Linked DNA regions of Mus musculus: region 1 is linked to region 2. Evidence: chromatin contacts called from public Hi-C data. All regions are on one chromosome and are shown on one strand. The core of a region is the stretch at or near the end of the contact, and the rest is flanking DNA. Distances in the headings are between cores, read along the strand shown. Region 1 overlaps Arhgap18 (Rho GTPase activating protein 18). Region 2 overlaps Gm48893 (a long non-coding RNA gene).

Region 1 (5,859 bases), core at 1,936-4,435, 130 kb before region 2:
TATCATGATATTTTGCAAATGTTCTCATCTGTGCCACTCATGACTGCTGTCTGTCCTTCTGCACTTGAGTAACTCCTTGAATGTAGAAATCAAGCATCAATAGCCTGGGCCTCAAAGAAAACAGCTGGGCATTGTGATTATTGATGAATAGACAGGCTAAACAATACTCCAGATGTGCCAACCCAGAGTGATGGTGAGGAAGGAGTTTGACATTGTCAGCACAAGGAAAACAATATTGTTATGCCCACTTAGTACATTGAAATTAGAAGGAAAACTCAAACTATTTAAAATCTAGGAAGAGGTGGGCACTGTGGTTCCTGCCTTTAATCCCAGCACAGGAGGTAAGGGCACATATATCTCTATAAGTGGGAGGCCAATCTGAGCTATATAGTGAGTTCAGGAGATCATCTCAAAGAAGGAGGGGGAGGAGGGGGAGGAAGAGGAGGAAGGAAAGGAAAAGAAGACAAAGAAGACGAAGTACACGAAGAAGACGATGAAGACGATGAAGACGATGAAGACGATGAAGAAGAAGAAGAAGAAGAAGAAGAAGAAGAAGAAGAAGAAGAAGAAGAAGAAGAAGAAGAAGAAGAAGAAGAAGAAGAAGAAAGATGAAAAGAAGAAGCAGCAGCGTCAGGAGGAGGAGGAGGAGCAGAAAGAGGAGGAGGAGGAGGAACAAAAATATGAGTATACAGAGTTATGTCCATTGGTCTTTATCATCTGTTAATTCAACTTAAGTTTGGAGAATTATCAAACAGCCAAAGCTTAAGTGTGGTTTTCCCTAAGATATTGTTTCCTACTGACCAACTGGCAAGTTACTTCTGTCTTGAAACACAGACTGAAAGACGATAATAATTATGACAAATAAGATAAGTTTTACTTATAATGTATGTAGAAAAGTATAGGAGAAAATAGATGAGACATCAAATTAATAAAATATGGTTTTCTTTTATCGGTCTGAGAAATATTAAATTGAGAAAAATATCCAAGCCTGGTATGGTGACAAACACCTAAAATCCCAGCTCTTTGAAAGATGAAGCAGGCGGATTAAAAAAATTAAAACAATTGTGTTCTACATAGTGAGACTCTGTTGAACAAGAGCACAGAAGCCAGGCTCCAGATCAATACTGGCAGATTTTTAAAGCAATATCATAGAAAAGAAGAAAATACTACTTATAGGGACACTTAACTCAGACACTGAGGTGAGAGTTAAGGGTGTGTATTCTAATGGATCACAGAACTGATAATGACTTTATTTTTTTTCCTTTTGGCATTTATGTAACTACTGGGACACGAAAATGTACATAAACATTTATGAATAGCCCAGAAAGAAAGCCACAATGTTAAGGACAAATCGGGCTTCATGAATATGGTGTTGTCATGAATTTAAAAGATTAAAAGAAATAGTACAAAAATTAAGAAAAATATTAAAAAGTGAAGTGTTGCATGTTTACTTTAGAATACCAAATATAATGATCAAGTGCACATAGAAGACTGTTAGGAGGAACAGTAAGAAAAACAATGCATTAACCACCAGAAAGCAGCAGCTAAGGGAGCATTGGAACTAAGGGAACTGAAAATGCTTATGTCTTTTATCATCCAAAGCTGAACCTCTCCATTGGCAAAGCAGACTGTCTGGATACTGGGCTGAACAAGAGAGGACCAGATCTAGCGGAGGTCAAGAAAACCACACACACACAGGTTGCTCATACCTATCTAGAAATGGATTGGCTAGAAACAAAAGGAGCACCCTCGAATGTTGAAAAGACTACCATATATGGAAAAGTAGAATAAACGTATTGGCTCTCCCTTAAAGGAGAAAGATTACAGCAACACACTCTGAGATAGAAGAAAACAGACTTCCAAACAACATAGTTATAACAAATCAAGCTACTTGACAAATGGAAAAACTGAATCACTGCGAAGTTGGAAGCTTACCATCACCCATTCACACTTCCTGGAGATGAGATAGCCTTGAGGCTAATATATTATGGAAGCAGTTAAGCCAGTGTAGGTGATTTTTAAGCTGCAAGTCTAACTCACTGAATCTCTAATAAAATGGCTATGCTTGTACCAGGTACAACACGTGTACCTGGTATTTGGACTCTTTTATCTGCTATTATCCAGTAACCTTTAAGTTCAAAGGCAACCAGCAGTGTTATTTGGGGTCTGTTCCTTCCTTTCTGGACACCCATTTCTACTGATAAAGACATATCTTATTCACATAGACATTACCATCAGGTTCTTTGACAACTATGGCCTCTTGACCTTCTTGGCGATTTTCATTCGACCTCTTGATGTTTTCTAGTTCTGTCCAATAGGCTTCCATTGATTCATCCAAGGAATCCTGAGAACTCGATCGATCAAATGGAGGCCTCTCGGGAACTTTGGTGGAGCCTTCTTGGTTTATGGTGTATTGGCCATATCTGCGACTGTGAAAGCAAAACAAAATGTGGTTCATTTCAGATGAACTGGCACCATTTCCAAAACATCATCGCACAGAGCTGCGGAGTCTAGAAGCTCCTTAAGTTCACACTTGTTTTGTTAATTGTGAGATATTATGGTCACTAACGCTCCAAGGGAAACAGCTTAATGACTCACTTAAGTTGCATGCTTTACTGAAAAGAATGACAAGAAAGAAAGCATGACTACTAGCATGCCCTTTCTCTTAGGCACATTTAAATATGACATTTAAATAAAATTCTAAGATTGTGTTTGGAAAGCAGTAGAGTGAGATGTGATTATTTGCTATTCACAAAGAAATGGGGAGTAAATTTTATATAGTGCATAATTTTTATCAATTATATTTATATACCAAACTCAACCAATTTATAGGCAATTGCTGCCACCCGTGAGTAAGGTGCTATTGCTATTTCTATCTTATTTTCCAAAGTGAAATATACAGAAGTTAATTTATGAAATTTCCTTTACAGTCTACTGAAGGAAGGACTTTAAAAACTTATAAATGCACTCATAACTTGTACATATGAATAATTTGTCTAAATACACATTTACTGGAAATTCTGGATAACTTGAAATTGCCTCATACATTTCCTGTTATTTATGTAAAGAATAAATTGAATGAGATTTACTTTCACTTCACATATTTACTGTGGGTAGGAGAGGGCACACAAATCATGGAGTATGTGTGGAAGTCAAGGCACATCTCAGTAGACTCAGTTCTCTCATGCTATTGTGTAGGTCCCTGGCGTTGAACTATAGTCACCGGACTTGGCAGCAAGTGATGTCTTGGCAGAGAACCTGCTGTCTGTCTCAGCAGCTCTTGAATGAGATCTTTATGACACCAACTAAACTACTTTTCCTTAGACTTAATACAACCTACTTCTAACATTGAATTATGAGAATCTACAATAAAAACCAATACAGAATAGAAAGTAATTTTTATTTCTTATTATTTACAGATAGAAAGAAAACGGCACGTAAGCACTTCAAAGAAACAGCACTTTCATCTCTGGTGTTTTTTTCTTTACATAAAATGATTTTTTTATTTAAAAAATATTGTTTGAGTGGGATAATAGTTGGTGGAAAGTGTTTTATTATTCTAATTTCAAAGTGTATTTTATCTCCCAAGGATAGCTAAGAAGCAATAATTGCTAGACTGGTTTTATTTCCTGTACATATTGACAAAAAAGAGAAACACAATAAGATAAAATTTATTATTAATCCATGAATGATATCCTCGCATCTAAACTGCTCCTTCCAATTATTATTTAAAGAGTAGGCTCTAAATGCCGTGTGAGGGAGCAGGTCCTTAGACTCAGACAAATTTATCCAGTTGAATGCCAAATAGTTTGTTAAAATGAAAAACATGTCAAGAAAAACTTCCAAAGAAATGGGCCATAACTGGAGACAGAGCTGCGATGCGCTGGTAGGCAAGGTTTACTTGCTAAGGCTGGCGCTGTGGATCTTAAGTATTTCATATTGCTGCTCGTGAGAATGAAAGGAAAGATCTTTGCAGTCTTACCTCGGAGTAGGGTATGGCACCCCACCCTAGCAACCTCAACACTCAGTCAACTAACCCAGCACCATTTCAAATGTCAGGTCACCCTGGGCTATGGAGTGAGACACCCACCCCATAAATATTACCTCTTTCCCTGACAGTAACCTTGAAGTGGATCTCAGGGACAGGGTTAATGAAGAAATGGAGGGAAGTCTGGGAATCTCTTTCATCCAGTCTCCATTGTCCACTGTGGGCCTCCTCCATCCTTAACTCAAAGGCGATATCTATCCTCCCTCCTAGCCCACTCATCCAGGGTATGTCAAAGGAATGTTGCTCCCGAGCTGGGCGCCTAATGCCACTTATCACTGTATAGTCAGGACTGTCAGTATAGAGTCTTCAGTCTTGGTTGAAAATCATTCATAAAAAGTCACCCTGTCTCATACAATGTTTACACGTCCAGAATCAGCAGCCCCATTCACCTGTGTGTGGTTCACATCCTTAATCAGGACACCTGTCAGAATACCTAAAGCCGATTCACAGATGTCCCCATTCACTTTTTGCTGTTGTATTATTTCATGTTAACTGTGCGATCCTCATGTCTTTCCTTTTGTTTTCTCTCTCACTGGAGTATAAAATTGACTGCCATCTTCTTATTCCATACTTCTAGCTCTTCTGGTCCCTGTTAGAGACTAAGATGAGTCCCGTGAACTGGGAGAAGTATAATAACTAATACCAAATAATTTGGTTTATCTGCTCACAGGAAAGAGGTGCGGCTGAATAGACGAAAACCAAGCCTTTCATTCCTGAAGGAAATGTGTTTATTCTGGCAAGAAATTTCTGGTAAATTTCCATTAAGATAGCATGTGCAGAAAAATTCCAGGGCACTGAATTACAGCTTTGTTACCTAGCTTCGCTGTCAAGCCCTGCTGTGAAAACATTCACAGAGCATCAATCTTATACCTCAGTGCTGAAGAAATGACTCAGTACTGGGACTTGGTTAGATTTAGGTGCTTAATTGAAAAAAAAAATCACGAAATCATGAACCCTTTTTGTTTTTATTTTTTTTTAATTTCCTTTTGCATTACTGGTAAATATTCTTGAACTACATTTTCCATTTTAAGTATTAGGATAATAAATAATGGGATTCAGCAAGTGTTCATAATTTCCCATCCTTTGCTAGGTTCTGTCAATCTAATTTTTAATTTTTTCTCTTAATACAAACTTGCTTCCAGGTGTGGCCAGTTCACATATTGTATCCCTTTTTTTCTTTTGAAAACATACTTAACTTTTATCCTATGGACAGACAAGAGCTAAAAGTTAGGAACCTTCTTAAAACTATCCTAGTAAATGGTCAATTACCGTATTTTCTCTTTTTTGTTTTAAGGACTAGGTCTTTTATATTAATGCTTATTCCAAAATGAGTTTAAAACAATAAAGCACCATCTGCTAGGTGTAATAAAGTTGAGCAGGAGGAGATTTTATTTTCACACGATCTCAGCCAGCAAATGGTGCTAAAAGCATTTCCTTGTGAATTTTTTATCTATTATTATTAATACATAATATATAATTAATATTACAGCATTAGATATTGAAGCTGAAAAAATTAAGCACTATTCATTTGCTAAGAATGTAATGTTTTGGCTGGGCGTGGTGGCGTACTCCTTTAATTCCAGCACTCGGGAGGCAGAGGCAGGCGGATTTCTGAGTTTGAGGCCAGTCTGATCTACAAAGTGAGTTCCAAGACAGCCAGGGCTACACAGAGAAACCCTGTCTCGGAAAACAAAAAAAAACAAAACAAAAAAAAAAAAAACACAATTGTAATGTTTTTGGAACAAGAACAAGAACACAAAGAAAAGGAAGGAGACAATGACAACGAAGACAAGAAAAAAAAAATGACAAAG
Region 2 (5,658 bases), core at 2,558-5,057:
AGACCGAACAGTCAGTTTACTGAAGGGCTCCTGGCAGCAGAGATGGCCGAGCACTGCAGTGACGTGGTTTTAGACTTAGGCAAGAGTTTTCACAGACACTGATCTAACCTGTTGCTCTCACTGGCCCTTCTTAGCTGTCTTAATACATTGGCTTTATTTCCAGCTCCCCAACAAACGCACACTACATTCCAACTGGATCACTAATTGCTATAACCATGATTCCTATCTTTAGCATTAATGTGAAAGTATATATAATCAGATCATCCCAAAATGCAATTTTTTTTTTTTAGGGAAAAATACAGTTAATTCTATACATCTTTTCTCTTGAAAGTAATAGATCAGTCAGATGTTGTAAATTTTACAGTGTATAAAACTGATCTTATAACTCAGGTCAGAAGTAGAAGGTAAAAAAGAAAATAAATGGGGGACAATATCAGCTCATTTGATTGGCAGGATGTAATTATCTACCTTCTGTTTTTCTTTTCTGCCAATCAGTGACTATAAAAAGAAAGTGATACAGTGTGACAGTATTCTTAACAGTGGCATCAAGTCTGACCACCTGGATTGCAAACCTAGGATCCATGTGCTGGGGGAAAAAAGAGGATTGATTCTCAAAACTTGTCCTTTGACCTTCCACATGGAGCATAGACATGCATGTAACCACACACACATACAAATAAATTTACTCAAAAGAACTGACTTAAGACAAAAAGAAAACTGTCTACTGAATCATATCAGAACTCTTAGCTGTTGATTGCTTGCTTGCTCTTTCTGTCTGTCTGTCTTTCCTTCTTTCATCCCCTTCTCTCTTCCTTTTCTTTCTTCCCTTCCCCCCTTCCTTCTTTCGTGTGCAGAAAGCCCTAATTCTGTGCTCCTGAGGGGGAGGGGCAGCAGACAAAAGAGCATTAGTCACCTGCAATTAATTACTCATGCAGTTTTCTAAGCCACGATCATCTTTCGTTTTGAGCTTTTATCTGAGTATCTCTAAGAACTTTTGAGTTATTAATTATAGAATGATCTTCATATAATTTTTTAGCTTTGATTAAAAATCTTTGTTCTCCTTTTGGTTACTGTGCTCAGGTGTGGGGCCTAAGAAGCCTAGAAGGTTAGATTCTGAAGTTCATCAGGCTCCTCCCTGACATTGGAAAGAATCACTTTCTGAGACTGTGCAATCAGGGAGTTGCCTGATTTCACCTTCAAGAAGCATAGGTTCAGGGAATGCGTCCCTTGCCCTCTCAAGTCTAGTCCTATGCTTGTGCCAAAGTCAAAGGTTTCAATCCTTTGCCCACTTTGCCCTTAAGTTACTGTAATGGTATCTGAAGAACTTCCTTAGACAAAGTTGACAGGGAGCTAGGAATGTCTGTTATCGTGCAATGTTCTAGCTGGAGACTTGAATAAGGCATTTCCCTCCTTGAATTTGTTTTGTGTAATATTTGTTCCCCACTGAGAATCAGAATAATGAACAAAGGATCATATCATTACAATCAATGGTGTACAGTTTTGGAGATGGAAGATAAACTGCTTGACCTTAAACACCTGAAAAACTGACTTTAGGGGCTGGAGAGATGGGGCAGCAGTGAAGAACTCTGGTTTCTCTTCCAGGGGATCCAGGTCTAATCCCCAACACCTACATGGTAGCTTAGAGCCATCTGAAACTCCAGTCTCTTTTGGTCTTTATGGGTACCACACACACAAGTGATAGACCAACATACGTGCAAGCAAAATATCCATAAAGTAAGAGATAAAGCAAATTTAATTTTTTGAAAAGTCTTCTTGACAAACATTAGTACTTGGGTTCCAACAATTTCTTATCTGTAGAAGAAAAGTTCAAACTGCTTCTTTTATTTTTCATTTACATTGATTTTTTAAAATTCTTTGATAATTTCACACACTATCAGATGTACTTAGATCATATCTACCCCCTCTGCCCTCTCCCTTCCAATTCCTTGAAGAATCTTTGCCATCACTCTCCCAACTTGATGCTGTCTTCTCCCTTCCCTCTCTCTTCATCTGGGTCTAGTCAGTGCTGCTCATGGATGGGGAGTTGCATACACTGGAGAACAGACAACCTACCATGGACCACAGTGCTGAAGAAAACTGGCCCTCCCTCCTCAAGGGCCATAAGTTACAAAAAAAAAAAAAAAAAAAAATCCTTTGTCTCATTGTTGGTCAGGGGGCCCCAGAGATGCTTCAACATTTTTGAAGTGATCTCTTTTTCTAGGGTCAATGGGGTATGGAGGGAAAGACAAAGGACCAGAGAGGTGAGACAACAGCTGAAGAATATGCTAATTCGAATGTGTGATTATCACTTGTCTCTACAAGATGGCACGGATGTGCTCCCATGTCTCAGGCCTTAAGAAATTAGAGCTGGCGCCATCACTTGGCAACCACCTGAACGTGGGCTGACTGCAGGATGTCCTTAGGCCATCAGTAGATAGATAGATGATAGACAGATGAATGGATGGATAGATAGATGGATGATAGATTAGATATTCAAGCCCCCTTCATCATAGAACTGAGAGGGGAGTTAAGTGAGAGAAGCCAAACAGCATCAAATAGTAGTCACAGTTAGCATGTGATAGGTCAAGTCGCAGACTTGCTTTGAAACCATTGGCTCACCCTTACTTTGAGTTTCATGGCTTCACCCTGCAGCTGTGATTCTGAAAGACAACTCTTCCCATAGTCCCTTCCTGACGCCATCGTTCTTCTACACTAGAAAGCTCTTAATTTTATTAAAGGACAGAGCTCAGACCGATCCTTCTAACCTTGATGGCCATTCTTTCTATGGTATATGAGATATACGGTATATGAAGCAAAATTATATGGGTCTGGTCAAATTAAGGCATCTAACAGAAACACTCAGTCTTTAACTCAGCTACACAATAGTTTTCCTTAGCCTTTAGCTTTTTGTTTTCTACTTTTTACCTTTTCACTCCACTTGTTTCCCTAGAGTCTAAGTCTCAAAAGAGGCAGGGATGATAGAGTGAAGAAATTAAAATTATATGACAACAAGGTGGTTCAGAGAGGAGAGGGGTTTGCCACCACGCCTGAAGGCCTGAGTTTGATTCCCAGCTTCTATGTGTTAGATAAAGAGAACCAACTTCAAGTTGTCCTCTGAGGTTTACACTTGTGCCCTGACACTTGCATGCCTCTGATCCCACACATAAATGATAACATATATAATAAATAAGAGAATGTTTAAAATTAAAATTATATGTAATAGTTGATATAAGAATAAATTACCACAATCGGCCAGTTTCACAGCCTAGAAACAAAGTCTCCTATGTTTTTGGTTTCATCTCTGAACATGAAGTTTGGGAGAATTTTGACTCTACTTTTTGTGTAATGTCAGAAGTCTATATTACTGATAATAAATATATTGTCATCCAAAATAGCATAGAAATTCATTTTGTAGAGCTCACAGGACTCTTATTTTTTTCGTACATTCAATTTACTATAATTTTGCTACAGCGATGGCCAAAGTTATTGAATAGGCATGATGCCAGGAGCTCTCTTTTTTTGGCTAATCTTCAGAAAAAAGAAAAAAAGAAAAAAAAAAAGAAAGAAAGAAAGAAAGAGAAAGAAAGAATTGGCTATTTTCTCAAATTTATCAAAGTTCCATTCCAAATTGGAAATAAAACACAGTTTCATATTGGAGAAATAGAAGGTCAGATATTTCTGACATTGGTTATTAGTCTGAATTCAACGAGACACATAGAAAATAAATTCTACAACTGTTTGAAAGGAGGGTTGCATGTGGTTTATAAATTTCACTGTCTCTTTTGTTCTCACCGCCATCTTGTGGCCATTGGGAGAATATTTCACTAAGTTTTCCTGTGGAAGCCTGGCTAGGAAAATGGAAGCCTGATTTCACAAAGAACAAACCTAATTCAATGCTCTGCCTTTGTTCTTTCCCATGAAGTGAAGTCGCTGCTTTCTGGCAGTGATACTCAGATAATTACTAATAGATCAGGTACTTGACTTTGTTCTGGGACATGGAGGGACAGTCTTGTTTTTTCTATTGATGTCTACTGCTCATCATTACCAATGAAGGATTTCAGCAGAACAAAACCGAGGAACATGAAATATTCACTTAAAAAATTAAGTAATGGGGGCCCAGAGAATTGGCTCAGTGGATAAAGAAACTTGCTGTGCAAGAATAAAGACCTGAACTGAGGTCCCAGCACCTATGAGAAAGCCAGGCATGGTGGTGCATGCCTGGAATCCAATCGATATGGATGCCAGAGACAGGAGGCTGGCTAGGGCTTCTGGTCTGATGGCCTAGCAGTGTGGGACACTGTCTCAGGGAATAATACAGGGCAGGAGATGTAAGACTTAATCTAAAGTAGCATAGCATCTGATATCTTTCTGTGGCTTCTGTATATGTACCCAGATATACACGTGTACATACCCCCACCTCCACAGACACACGCGTGCACATGCACTCACACAGGTACACGCACACACACACACACACACAAGTAGTAATATACTTTTGGTTAGACAGACCAATAACTGAGAATTTTGGGAATGTATATACTTCATTCAACTGCAGTTCATCATCTATAAAGTAGGTATAATATCGGTCAGCTATACATCATAGCTATCTCTGACAGTGGTCATGGGAAACGCTTTTGAGAGAATACTAAGTCCTTAACAGAGCTCATGATCAATGATGGCATTATTGAGCAACAGCCACCTCTAACACAGAAGTATTGTGACCCTCCTGGACAACTTAAACACGGGCTGTTAACTAACGCTTGCAGCATTGCTTGCTTATAGCTCTTCCCCTGGGTTAATAGAGCAGTACAGTGTCACGGGCAAGAGCAGTGGGCATTTAAGCAGTGTGGACTCAGCCCATCATTCTTCACACTTACTGGCTCAGTGACTTCAGGCTTTATACGTAAAATTCTATGAAGACATTTTAATATCTCTCCAATAGGCTTATTAACCAGCATTGCTTTATCTTATGAGTGTATTGACGCATATACCTCACCTACCATGCACAGTATCTCAGCTACCATATATAGAACATCCTAAGTATTAGCTATAAGCTTAAGTCAAACAATAAAATGTCATTTACTTGGTACATGTACTAATACTGTCCCAGAACCAATATTTACCAAAATCTAAATTCCATAAAAGTCTGCTACAGTATAGAGATTGAGTTGCTTATTCACAAATAACTAGAAAAATGTGTTAGTGTGTTCTGCCATATTATTCTAAGAACTTTGATTTTTTTTTTTTGAGACAGGATCTCATCATGCAACCTAGACTCACCTAAGATTTGAGATCCTCCTGCCTTGCCTTCCTGAGTAGTTGAAATACAGGAACACATTGCCATACCAGATCAACTGTCGCCTGTTTGAAAAATCTTCAAGTCTTTGGTTTTAAAAATAATCATTTCCTTTATCCTTGCCGTCTACTCCCTACCATGCTTGCACTTACTGTTATTCTAATCACAGTCTGAAAGGCAAGAGAGCATGGCCTCCTCCTGCATCTTATTGGCTACCTGAATGCACAATGCAATATAGATATCTACATATGATACAATGTAGCCACCTACACATGACATAACATAGCTGTCTAAGTGTGACACAATGTAGCTATCTACACACAATACAATGTAGCTGTCAACACACAACACAATGTAGCCCA

What was found. A called contact is a pair of places that touch in the nucleus more often than the background predicts.
Region 1: a contact with region 2 is called in a Hi-C map of neural progenitor cells, with 3 times the contacts expected there. The contact joins two enhancer-like sites. A contact is called at or near these places in 5 of 484 Hi-C or Micro-C datasets (bone marrow-derived macrophages, myocytes, nephron progenitors and 2 more).

The regions. Positions count from the first base shown.
Region 1 is chr10:26,842,502-26,848,360 of GRCm38.p6, reverse strand. Arhgap18 (Rho GTPase activating protein 18) reads right to left here. Exons shown (of 15, transcript NM_176837.2): 2 at 2,233-2,429. Among named protein-coding and RNA genes, the nearest start is that of Arhgap18, 73 kb to the right of the region's middle. Within about 2 kb of position 3,185, at least 3 of the 459 cell types and tissues checked have an H3K27ac peak or open chromatin away from gene starts, as enhancers often do. A contact at or near this core is called in neural progenitor cells, where this site is marked.
Region 2 is chr10:26,709,415-26,715,072 of GRCm38.p6, reverse strand. All of the region lies in intron 1 of Gm48893 (a long non-coding RNA gene), which reads right to left. Among named protein-coding and RNA genes, the nearest start is that of Gm48893, 17 kb to the right of the region's middle. Within about 2 kb of position 3,807, at least 11 of the 459 cell types and tissues checked have an H3K27ac peak or open chromatin away from gene starts, as enhancers often do. A contact at or near this core is called in neural progenitor cells, where this site is marked.